2 separate regions of the Ovis aries genome follow, and region 1 is linked to region 2. A link is a contact called in public Hi-C data. All regions are on one chromosome and are shown on one strand. Each heading gives the region's core, a stretch centred on a gene start, on an enhancer-like site or on the middle of the called end of the contact. The rest is flanking DNA. Distances are from core to core; before and after follow the strand shown. Region 1 has its middle 18 kb from the start of FCAMR. Region 2 holds the start of FCMR (Fc mu receptor).

Region 1 (6,509 bases), core at 1,579-4,078, 67 kb after region 2:
CTGCCCCGTCCCAGAATTTAAGGGCCTCCTATGACATGTTCAAGTGGCAGCAGAGAGGAAGCGGAAAGTGTGGGAAGGGAGTCACCCCACAGACCAGTAAGAAGTTGCTTTCAATTTGGGAATGGGGAGGGAAAAATCATTTTATTGTTTGGATATGTGGGAAGGTATCCCACATCTCTTAAAGAGATGGGAATACCAGACCACCTGACCTGCCTCCTGAGAAATCTGTATGCAGGTCAAGAAGTAACAGTTAGAACCGGAGATGGAACAACAGACTGGTTCCAAATAGGGAAAGGAGTATGCCAAGGCTGTATATTGCCACCCTGCTTATTTAACTTCTATGCAGAGTGCATCATGAGAAATGCTGAGCTGGAGGAACACAAGCTGGAATCAAGATTGCCGGGAGAAATATCAAAATCCTCAGATATGCAGATAACACCACCCTTATGGCAGAAAGTGAAGAGGAACTAAAGAGCCTCTTGATGAAAGTGAAAGGGGAGAGTGAAAAAGCTGGCTTAAAACTCAACATTCAGAAAATGAAGATCATGGCATCCGGTCCCATCACTTCATGGGAAATAGATGGGGAAACAATGGAAACAGTGACAGACTTTAATTTTCTTGGGCTCCAAAATCACTTCAGATGGTGACTGAAGCCATGAAATTAAAAGACACTTGCTCCTTGGAAGAAAAGCTATGACCAACCTAGACAGCATATTAAAAAGCAGAGACATTACTTTGCCAACAAAGTCCATCTACTCAAAGCTATGGTTTTTCCAGTAGTCATGTATGGATGTGAGAGTTGGACTATAAAGAAGGCTAAGTGCTGAAGAATTGATGCTTTTGAACTGTGGTGTTGAAGAAGACTCTTGAGAGTCCCTTGGACTGCAAGGTGATCCAACCAATCCATCCTAAAGGAAATAAGTCCTGAAAATTCATTGGAAGGACTGATGCTGAGGCTAAAACTCCAATACTTTGGCCACCTGATGTGAAGAAATGACTCATTGGAAAAGACCCTGAAGCTGGGAGGGATTGGGGGCAGGAAGAGAAGGGGCCGACAGAGGATGAGATGGTTGGATGGTATCACCAACTCAATGGACATGAGTTTGAGCAAGCTCTGGGAGTTGGTGATGGACAGAAAAGTGTGTTGTGCTGCAGTCCATGGGGTCACAAAGAGTCGGACACGAATGAATGACTTAACTGAACTGTGGGAAGGTAGGGGCAAGGGAGGGCTATAGGAACTCACACCCCTGGATGTTTGGCCTGGAAATTTCATCTCCAAGTAATTTGTTGTCCATAGCCTAAAATCCAGATCTGGATGGTGGCTTCCAGATCCCTGCCTCCTGGTGCTCATGATTTTTCCTCAAATGTGAGTGTAGTCTGTGACTTACCTAAACCAAGAGCATAGGTAGTGAGAGGTCACTTTTATGATTAAGATGCATACGATTGTAAGGAGACTTTTTTCTTTGTGGGCTTTGCTGAGGCAGTTGCCCTATTGTGAGCTGCTGTGAGGAAAGGGCATTGGGGCAAGGAAATGAGGGTAGCCTTGGCTCAAATGGTAAAGAATCTGCCTGCAAAATGCAGAAGATCCAGGTCTGATCCCTGGATCAGGAAGATCCCCTGGAGAAGGGAATGGCTACCCAGTCCAGTATTCTTGCCTGGAGAATTCCATGGACAGAGGAGACTGGAAAGCTATAGTCCATGGGGTCGCAGAGAGTTGGACCCGAGCAAGAGGCTAACACTTTCACTTGGCCTGAACCAACAAGAAACGGAGGCTGTCAGTCCAGCACCCTCAAGGACCTGAATTGTACCAATAATCAGGCAAGTGGAAGTGGATTCTTCCTCAACTGAGCTCTCAGATGAGAACGCAGCCTTGGCTGATGCCTTGATTGTAGTCTTGCAGAGATCTCAGCTAACCCCTGCTGGGGCTCTTGACTCAAGGAAACCATGAGAAAATAAATGTGAGCTGTTTTATCCGCTAACTGTACGGTAGTATGGTTATGCAGCAACCGATGCTAATCATTGGGATCAGTGAGTGAATAAAAATTTTCTAGGGCTGTTGTAAGATATCACAAGCTGAGTGGCTGGAGAAACAAAAATGTTTTCTCTCATAGTTACAGAGGTTAGAAGTGCAAAATCAAGGTGTTGGCGGGGCCATGACCGCTCTGAAGCCTCCAGGAAGTGATTTATCCTTCCCTGTTCCACCCCAGGTGTCCCGTGACCCGCGTCAGCATCACTCCAGTCCGTTCCTCTTCTTTTCTTATATGGACACCAGTCATATTGGATTAAGGGTCTGCTGTACTCTGTACAGCCTCATTTTAGCTAATTGCTTCTTTATTGACCTTAATTTCAAGAGGTCCTGGGGGTTAGAACTTCAGCCTATCCTTTCAGAGGAAAGAATTCAGCCTGAAAACAGGAAGAATAAAAAGAGAGCTAACAATGAAAGGATTGTTGGGAAAACCAAACAGGCACGTTGAACACATCTAAGCAGTGTGCACCTTCAGAGCAAGGACTAGTGTCTTTGTAGGTCAGGATCTCAGAAACTGCTGGTGGAGAGGACCCTTCCCTGGTATTACCCAGGAAATGCTTGAACAAAGGGCGAAGAGAATCCCTATCCCGGGGACAGCCTCTCTCATCGCTCTCAGGTCTGGAGGGTGGACAAGATGACCCTCTCACAAGTCCCTGAATTCTAAGTTACCCTCATTTCGTTGGTCTGGTGCTGTATTTCCACCCTTCTCCTGGGTTAAGGAAGGGGCTGCTTTCTGTCGCGACACTGGGATTGCCCACCAGCTGCAGTGCTTTTTCAGCGATGAACAGATGTTGCCACCTTGTGGCCGCAAGGCTTCACGGCGAGGGTGACCACGTCCTTTATTACTAAGATCCTGAGCCTGTATGCCCTCTCTGTGACCCCATGGACTGCAGCCCGCCAGGCTCCTCTATCCATGGTATTTTTCAGGCAAGAATACTGCGGTGGGTTGCCATTGCCTCCTCCAAGGGATCTTTCCTCCCAAAGCATCGAACCCGTGTCTCCCGCATCTCCTGCACTGCAGGTGGATTCTTGACCGCTGAGCCACGGGGGAGGTCCCGTTACTCAGATGAGGACACTTTTTAAAGTGGAAGGGGGCTTTTAATCTTAGTGCAGGAACAGCAGGTGTAAATTGGAACTGTGCCAGGCAAACTGGGACAGGGAATGTGAGGGAAAAAGAGGACGATCTGGGGTTCTTCAGAGGCAGCGTTTCAAATTGTGCTACTCCCCTCTGTCTACTCCCAGCAAGAAGCTTCCTACAACTACCCATGCTGGCCATCCTCCACTTCAATCAAGGTTAGTAATACATGAAAGGGTCTTGAGACCCTCTGACACAAAGTATAAGGAAATCCCAACTACACCTATTAAAAGAGGGGCAGGGAGGAGGGGAAGATAGATGTCTTTCTACATTGCCTATGGATCTAAAATGCCCCAAGCACATTTAAGGTTTAGTTCTGACTTTAAAGATACATTTTAGGGATTTCCCTGGCGGTCCAGTGGCTAAGATGCCAAGCTCCAGGTTCAGTCCCTGGTCAGGGAACTAGATCTCACATGCCGCAGCTGAGAGTTTGTATGCTGCAGGCAAGACCGGGCATAGGTTATACGGGCATCTTGACAATGTTAATTCTTCCAATCTTTTCATTTATCTGTGTCTTCTTCAACTTCTTTCATCAGTGTTTTATAGTCGTTCACTTCTTTGGTTAAATTTATTCCTAGGTATTTTATTCTTTTGTTGTAGTTGTAAATGAGATTTCTTTCTCAATTGTTCTTTCTGTAAGCTCATCCTTAACATATAGAAATGCAACAGATTTTTGTATCCTACAAATTTATTTGTTATTATTTCTAACAACTTCTGAGTGTCTTTAGGGTTTTCTTTTTTAATATAAATGTATTTATTTCAATTGGAGGCTAATTACTTTACAATATTGTATTGGTTTTGCCATACATTGACATGAAGCCGCCACGGGTGTACATGTGTTCCCCATCCTGAACCCCCCTCCCACCTTCCTCCCCATACCATCCCTCTGGGTCATCCCAGTGCACCAGCCCCGAGCATCCTGTATCATGCATCAAACCTGGACTGGTGATTCGTTTCATATATGATATTATATATGCTTCAGTGCCATTCTCCCAAATCATCCTACCCTCGCCCTCTCCCACAGAGTCCAAAAGTCCATTCTACACATCTGTGTCTCTTTTGCTGTCTCGCATACAGGGTTATCGTTACCATCTTTCTAAATTCCATATATATGTGTTAGTATACTGTATTGGTGTTTTTCTTTCTGACTTACTTCACTCTGTATAATCGGCTCCAGTTTCATCCACCTCATTAGAACTGATTCAAATGTATTCTTTTTAATGGCTGAGTAATGCTCCATTGTGTATATGTACCACACCTTTCTTATCTATTCGTCTGCTGATGGACATCTAGGTTGCTTCCATGTCCTGGTCATAAATAGTGACGATTTTACTTCTTCCTTTCCAATTTAGATGTCTTTTATTTCCTTTTTTTACCCAATTGATCTGGCTAGAACTTTCAATAATATGTTGAATAAGAAAGCTGCAAAGAACTAAAACAAGTGAATAACCCCCCCAGTTGCATGTATGACTTCATTATAACTGCATGAACATTACCTAAATATACATACAAACACTGTAATGGAGCAGGGAAAATATAAAGCTAATTGATGTGTTGCTGAAGGGTGGCTATAGGTGATATGTTTTCTTTAACAGATATCCTTCATATTTGCAAATACCAATGAATACAAATACCAGCTCTTTGCAAATACCAGTCATGTTGTTTATGAAAGAATTAATCAATTTTGCCTCCAATAATACAAAGCCTTCTTGGTTTCTACTTCCCACTTTGCCTCCCATCCATGTCTGATATGATTTCTTCACTCTGGTAAAACCAGAGTCTATACCCACAACCTGCTCATACCAGCTTCCACATCTTTGCTTAGCCCAGTGGTTCTCAAACTCTAGCCATTTAGAATCCCTTGATTGTCTATAGCTGATTCAGTACATCTGGGTGAGGTCTGAGGATCTTCATTTCTTAGAAGTTCCAGGTGATGTTGATGTTGCTGGTCTAGGGACCACACTTTGAGAACCACTGGCTCAGCCATACCTTCCACTTGCAACGTCGCTTCCTTTTTCCTCCCTCCTCCCATCCCTTTCCTCTCTCTTTTCTTTTTCTTCCTTTCTTTCTCTCTCTCTTTCCTTCTTTCCTTTCTTCCTTCTAAAACACTTATTGAGAGTACGGCACCATCCAACCATTGTATAATCCAGTCAAACCAGATATCAAAATATATCAAAATGGTTTCCATACTATTTTAAAATATATTTATTGCATACCTTTGTAATTATTTCATACATTTCATTTTCTCTCCTTAACCAGCCCTTTGAAACTCAAACACAATATACTCTTTCTCCTCTTTCATGGGCATGGAACCGATGTGTGCTGATGGGGCGCCTGGAGGGCCAAGCATGCCATCTATTAATAGAGCCCTGACTATGGACACCTGTCTGATCCAGCGGCTTTCCCCACCCCACTCACCGTGATGTGGAATTTGTCTTGCCCTGTCGCTGTTGGGTGTTTTCCATTTCCCGCTCCCCTTTTACAGTGAAAGTGCCTCCCAGGACTACTCCCAACAGACTCTGCTTATATCAAAACCAGTTCCTGAAGACAATTCTGCAGTGGATACAAGGGAAAGCTATTTAGTGTTTTAAAAGTGGATTTTATTATAAAATTTATAAATACAATTTCATAGTTTTATATTAAAAATATAGAAAAGCCAAAGAAGAAAATTAGAATTTACCCATTCCCTCACTACATAAAGATATCCTATTTTAAAATCTGAATGTTCTTCTCTCATATGTATTTTCCCACAAAATTATCCTGCAAATAGTTTTTTTCATTTGTCAATATACCCAGACTTATTTACTGATGTCATTTCACCTTCTATAACATCACTTCAGAGGATTGCAAAGAATTACATCACCTGCGGAGATTATAAAGTACTTAACCAGTCCTTTATTGGTTAATGATCAATCACTTTTGTTAATATAAATGTTGATTCAGTGAATATCGTTATTCATTCATCTTTGCACACCTGCCAACAATTTCAGCCAATTTTAAAGACTTTGATGAATACTGAAAAACTGCCACCCAAAATATTCGAATTCCTCTCAACAGTGTACAAGGGTTTCCCTGGTGGCTCAAATGGTAAAGAATCTGCCTGCAGTGCAGGAGATCTAGGTTTGATCCCCGGGTCAGGAAGATCCCTGGAGAAAGGACTGGCTACCCACTCCAGTAATTCTTGCCTGGAGGATTCCATGGACAGAGGAGCCTGGTGGGCTACAGTCCATGGGATTGCCAAGTGTTGGACACGACTGAGGGACTAACTGTTTGACTTTTTTGAGCAGTGTATAAAAGGTCTATTCAGGCCCTTGCAGGGTGTTATCAGACTTTAAGATCTTCCTCTCA
Region 2 (6,384 bases), core at 3,281-5,780:
CTGCTGATGAATCTGCACTTTTAGGTAAGCAACCCAGGTGCCCTTGAAGTTTTGCAATTTTGAGCCTTATGATTACATTTCCAAATGATTCCAGGGAAGAAAGGGGGGAGTAGAAGTAGATACAAAGGAATCATCCTGTTTAATACTGATGTTTTAGAGAAGCTGTGATGTGTCATTCATCTCTGAATTGGTGATTTGATTTTCAGTGGTGATGGTAGGGGAGAGGGATTTATGTGGCATAAAAAGTCACCCTCAACATGTAATTGGATATAAATATACGTTTGAAATGGGCTTCCCAGGTAGCTCAGCTGGCAAAGAATCCAACTGCAATGCAGGAGACGCTGGTTCAATTCCTGGGTTGGGAAGATCCCCTGGAGAAGCGATAGGCTACCCACTCCAGTATTCTTGGGCTTCCCTGGAGGCTCAGCTGGTAATGAATCCACCTGCAATGGGGAAGACCTGAGTTCCATCCCTGGTTTGGGAAAATCCCCTGGAGGAGGGCATGGCAACCCACTCAACCCACTCCAGTATTCTTGCCTGGAGAATCCCCATGGACAGAGGAGCCTGGCAGGCTACAGTCCATGGGGTAGCAAAGAGTCAGACATGTCTGAGCGATTAAGTACAGCACAGCATATGTTTGGAACATGGAAAAAAATCTTGTTTTTTAATACAAAATAAGGTTTAGGCCCCAAAGCCTTGGCTGTGGCTGTGCTCTGGGAATAGCCTGGATTCTGCAGGGTGGTGATTTTCTAGGCAGGAGAAGTGATGAGGACCCTATCGACTCCAGTCACAGCAGGATCTCTGGAAGAAGGAAGCTGACCTGAGAGCTTTATGTTTATCAGATGGAGCAGGGCTCTTAAAAAAATAAAAAAGATGAGAAACATCCCAAGTGGCTTCCCACTTCTGCACACTCTGACCTGTGTGTGTCCAGGCCTGCTGTCTGCCTTGGTCCTGTCACTGTGAATGGAGTATCTGTCTTCTCTCAAAAGCCAGTCCTTTGCCCTGGATCCTGAGTCCATCCCATCACCTCCTACAGAGCCTCTCTCCTGCAATCACCCCCTTTCTCTGCCTGCCTCGGTGGTTCCTCTCTTCCAGCATTAACACGGCTCACACACATGCCCTGATGATGCCCGCATTGGAAGACCCCTTGTCGACATCCCCCTCCCCGCCAGCTGCAACCACCCATCTCCCATTCTCCTTCTCAAAACCACTGGATCCAATCCCACGTCTCCTAATTCCTTTTCCACCTACGTCTGTCAGAATTTTGTCTCCAATATTCCATTGATACTGCTCCAATCAAGGTCACCAAAACTTTCCTTGTTGCCACATCGGTCACTTGTTTGCCTTCTGTGTTTTTTTTTTTTCTCATCCTCTTGGCAGCGTTTGGTGGGATAGAGCCTTCCTGCCTGGAAATGCTTTCTTAGCTTCCCTGACGTCACTCTCTCAATGGCTGTTCTTTGCCATCTCCTTACTTCTCCTTATCTGTTCACTTCCTTCTCCTCCTCACTTACTTCTTTGCCTCCTTCCTTATGTACGGCTCCTTCTCTACCAGTTTTGGGCCACCCCAGGGCCTGGCACTGGGCTTGTTCTCCTCTCTGTCCCCCTGGGTCTCCCTGCAAGAGCCCATGGGCTCCCATGCCTTTTAGTGCCAACTCTGTCTAGATCTCATCACTGCGTGGATCTCCAGCCTTGTCTGTACCTCTGAGCTCCAGACTTGCCTTTTGGATCCCTCCACTTGGACTTCACTCAAACGTCTAAGATATATTTCACACTTACAATGGTAAAAGGGGGAAAAAAAAACCACCCTCTTGATTCCTCCTCCAAAACCTGTTCCTGTACAAGCTCTTCCTATCTCCGAAAAAATCGTCAACATCCATCCAAGTGCTGAAGCCCCAGAGTCGTTCTCATATTAAAGAATTAAGGTAAGTTTTAGGTGTGTGTTTGTGTACTATGTCACAGCATCAAGTGTGTGCATTCTTACTATTACAGGTCAAGGTAAAAACAGCTTGAAAGCCTACATCCTATCCTACTGTGTTGCTTTACTGTGGACCTCCACCTGGGGCCCCAAGTGATGTGGCCTGTAGTTTGTGCCTCATGCGATGGGTTCTGGGACTAGGGCCACCCCTAAATTTGCAGGACCTGGGGCAGGAATACAAATAAGGCCTAAATATCATAGTCTGAATAGTTTAAAGTTAATCACCAAGCTAGTAAACTGTTGTTGTTGTTAAGTTGTTCAATCGTGTCTGACTGTTTGCAACCCCATGGACTGTTGCCCGCCAGGCTCCTCTGTCCCTGGGACTCTCCAACATCTTGACAAATTTATGCCCTCCTTGGATGTCCATTCTCACACATGCTGTGCAGGGGAAAATGGCCTCAAGTTTTCTGCCTCCAGCTTCTGGCCCCTCTCCCTTCAGTTCTCATCCCTAGCTCCTGCCAACTCCACAACAGTCCTAGAATATACTTGGTGAATGACCCAGCTTGCATGTATAAACCCCATCTCCTTCCCAAACATCCACCTGTAGCCATTTTACAGGCCAAGACATAAGTCTAGGATAGAAGACCCAGGGTAGTGTTGCAGAGTCGTCAACGGTGGATTAAGAGTCATTTGGACAGGGAATTTGAGGTCTAGCAGAGGCGGTGTGGATGTGGGCTTGGGGTAAGCATGTCCTTTTGGGTCTTGAACTCCTCACCCCATGGGGACTGGCACCAGTGGAGAAGGACAAAGCCCAGAGTAAGGGCCCTTCTGGCTAGAAGAGTCATATTGCTCTGGACAGACTGCTGCACTGCAATTCGGGTGCCCTTCACTTCCAGACATCTCCCACATCCACCCAAACCCTCTTCCCTCTCAGGCCTAAGTTTGGTTAACCATCCACTGTGCTCACCCATGTCCTACTACCTGTCACAGAGTCTATTTCATTAAAACTTCATTCCTTTGGGCTTTCAGGGACTTCCAACATTTGACTCAAACATTTGCCTTTCTTCAAAACTCCAGCCATCACAAAGAAAGCAAGTATGAATAAACAACTACTCTGACCCCCAAGAAAATTACCACCAATCAATAAAATATTGAGGTTCCAAAGGAGGGGCTCTGGAAAGTGTAGAGAAGGAGGTGGAGGTCGAGATGGGCTTGAAGGGCTGCATCGGTGGTGGAGGTGAGGGGAAGGGTGTTCCTGGCAGAAGGAACAGCAGGAGCAAGGCCGTGGTGGCAGGGAAGTCCAGCACACGTTCAGGGAAGTCCAGCACACGTGTGCTGGCTGGAGGTTAGGAAAGTCCTGCGGAGAATGATAAGCTCAGCTTGTAAAAGCGGAGGCCAAGGAAGGAGTTGGTATTTCAGGAGTTTGGTTCAGTTGGTAGTAGGAGGCATGGAAGGTCTTTGGGAAGGATGATGTTGAGCTCAGAGGCAAGAAGAAGTGAGGTGGATGTGGAGCCACAGGCTGTCAGCTTGTGGAAAATAGGGAGGTAGTTAAAAGCTGCTCCTGGGTTCCTTTTCACTCCTCTGTTCTGTCTCTAGCAGAGGCTGCCATTTCTTCCTATCCTGGTAAGTGTGAATCTAGAAACTACATGAATTGGCCATCAGTTGGGTCAAAGTCTGGTTGGGGGTTAATGGGGAGAGGTGCGTAAAAAGCTATTTTGGCATTTTGCAGCTGATATCACAGATAGTGAAGACAGAGCTGATTTAGGTGATGACCAGTGAGAAATACGAAGGCTTGGTGTCAGGCCGGTTGTATTTTTGATCTTGATGAGGTGTGCAAGTGGGGGTGCCCGAGAGATGGCTGTAAATCAAGGTATGAAACTCTGGAAATGAATTGAAAGTGTTTGTTGGCCACTCAGTCGTGTCCGACTCTTTGTGACCCCATGGACTGCAGCCCATCAGGCTTCTCTGTCCACGGGATTCTCCAGGCGAGAACACTGGAGTGAGCTGCCATTTCCTTCTCCAGGGGATCTTCCTGACCCAGGGATGGAACTTGGATCTCCCGTATTGCAGGCAGATTCTTTACCGTTTGAGCTACCTGGGGAAGCAGACCTACCAAATGGGCCAGGGAGTCTTCGATTGGAACTTTGAAAATTCAGGAGAGAAGGGAACCAAAGAAAGAAAGGAGAGGTAAGAAGAGAGAATGCTGGAGGCTTTTAACAGCCAGATTAACAGGCTGACACCTGGGAGAGGGGACACCTTCAGCCTTGAGAGTCAACACCTTAGCGGGCAAGGAGGCAAGCTGCAAAATGCCAAAATAGCTTTTTACCCACCTCTCCCCATTAACCCACCCTTATCCTGCCCCAGGTACTGGTTTACAACTAAATTCATCTAGACGCTTCTGAGCCAGAGAAACCCAGCTACTCCCCTACACGTGACCAATTCAGTCCTCGAACGGCGTCCAAGGTGTTTCTCCAGAGCACTTACCTGGAAGGAAGTAAAGCGCCCAAAGCCACAGGTCCATGGCTCCTTCCAGAGCAAGGTCCCATCCAAGGGCCTCCGAAGAGGGGGACAGAGGCCCGCTGCTCACCCAGGCGCCGCCCTGTGCCGTCTGATGCTTAAAAGAGATTTCTGGGCCCCCACGAGGAGTGGGGCTTGGAAATGAGGAAATGACAACCTATCTTGTTTGCTTACCAGTTTTAGACGGAAAAAGAAGATACCAGCAAACCGCAGAGGAAGTCAGGAACTGAGAAAACATGCTATGTTGGGTGAGAATGGGTCCCCAGGGTTCAAAGTGCCTCGAGGCAGCTTCTATTAATAAAGACTGCTAGAAACAAACAGCCCTCATATTTCTATGCCTTGGAGGGTCCTCATATGCTTTGTGGGGTTTATGTGAGCCAGAGTTATTTGCTTTATGCCTGTCTTCAGCATGAAAGAGACTTCTTGCCAATTCTCTCCCTCTGAGGACAGCTGTAGGGACAGAAGCCTGGGTCTGAAGTCAGAAGGTGCTGGTTGTAGCCCTTGAACGCATTGATAAATGCTTTGGGAGACCTGTCCCCCCGATGGCTCAGACGGTAAAGCGTCTCCCTGCAGTACAGGAGACCTGGGTTCGATCCCTGGGTTGGGAAGATCCCCTGGAGAAGGAAATGGCAACCCACTCCAGTATTCTTGCCTGGGAAATTCCATGGACTGAGGAGCTTGGTAGGCTACAGTCCATGGGGTCGCAGAGAGTCGGACATGACTGAGTGACTTCACTTCACTTTAGGAGACCTGGTGGCTCAGAAGGTAAAGCCTGCAATGTGGGAGACCTGGGTTCGATCCCTGGGTCGGGAAGATCCCCTGGAGAAGGAAATGGCAACCCACTCCAGTACTCTTGCCTGGAAAAATCCATGGATGGAGGAGCCTGGTAGGCTACAGTCCACAGGGTCACAAAGAGTCAGACACGAATGAGCAACTTCACTTTCTTACACTTTTCTTTCTTTCTTTTGGGAGACCTACTATAGAGGAATATTAAATGTGGATTTTGAGCAACTCACTGCCTTCCTTTGAGCCTCCATTTCTTTATCTAGAAAGTGAAGGTGGGGCTGGATGACCCCTGGCTTGCTCTCCTGCAGACAGGTCACGCAGCGAGCCCACCTAGTGTCAGAGCCGCCTGGCAGAGCAGTCCCTCAGGACCCGGATGCACCGAGGTTGCGCCCAGGGGTCCAGGTGCTCAGGCTGTCAGCTGCGAGGCATTCTGGGAGGAACTTCGGGCTCCAGTCAGAAGCCTGGGCTGTCAGAAGCTCCAGTCAGAAGGTCCTGGCTTGGGGCTTCCTAGCCTGGGCCCCGGTCCTGTTGTGGATGAAGTGGGGGTGGTGCCCAGCTTCCCCTCTTCCCCGGAGTCCCTGAGGCCCTGCAGAAGCCATGGCCGTGCGGGTGTCTTTAGAGCCCCTCATGCGAGACCTGGAAGGGCTCTGGTCAGAGGGTTCCTTGGCTTCATCCCTGGAGGCTGTCCGTAGCTCAGTTCCCAGGGTCCCCACCTCCAGGTGTGGCGACCTCCTGGGCCCCCAGGGGACTCAGATTGTCCCCAAGCCTTTCTGGGAGGTTCCTCCAGACCCCCCCGGCCCCCACACCTCAGGTCTGTCACAGGCTCATCAGAACACAAACAACAGCGTCCGCAGTGGAAGTGGAGTGTGAGACTCGCAACAGGTGCAAAGGAAGTGTGGGCGGCAGGGTTCTGCGCCCCCGCATCCCCGGGCAGCTGCTCGTGTGATTTCCTCCAACCACCCTTGACCAAACTGTGGAGGGCAGCCGCGAGGCTCGGGTTAGAGCGGGAGATTGTCCAGGCCGCCCTGTCAGCCTCCCTCCTTGGAGGCCTCCTCCCAACCACGTGGCTGCTGCACAGCTGGGCTCTGCCCTGTGCTGGGCTCGAGGCCTGGGACAGCTTGGAGGGAGGGAATAAGTGAATGAATGAAGTGTGTGTGGGAGACTGT

The links. A called contact is a pair of places that touch in the nucleus more often than the background predicts.
Region 1: a Hi-C map of mixed tissues shows a contact between it and region 2, with 2.5 times the contacts expected there. The contact joins the enhancer-like site here to the promoter of FCMR in region 2. A contact is called at or near these places in 2 of 16 Hi-C or Micro-C datasets (liver and mixed tissues).

What each region holds. Positions count from the first base shown.
Region 1 is chr12:4,592,538-4,599,046 of ARS-UI_Ramb_v3.0, forward strand. No RefSeq gene overlaps it. Among named protein-coding and RNA genes, the nearest start is that of FCAMR, 18 kb to the left of the region's middle. Within about 2 kb of position 2,829, at least 4 of the 54 cell types and tissues checked have an H3K27ac peak or open chromatin away from gene starts, as enhancers often do.
Region 2 is chr12:4,524,029-4,530,412 of ARS-UI_Ramb_v3.0, forward strand. It overlaps FCMR (Fc mu receptor), which reads right to left and starts at 4,531. Exons shown (of 6, transcript XM_060396016.1): 1 at 4,400-4,531. The coding sequence starts at 4,436.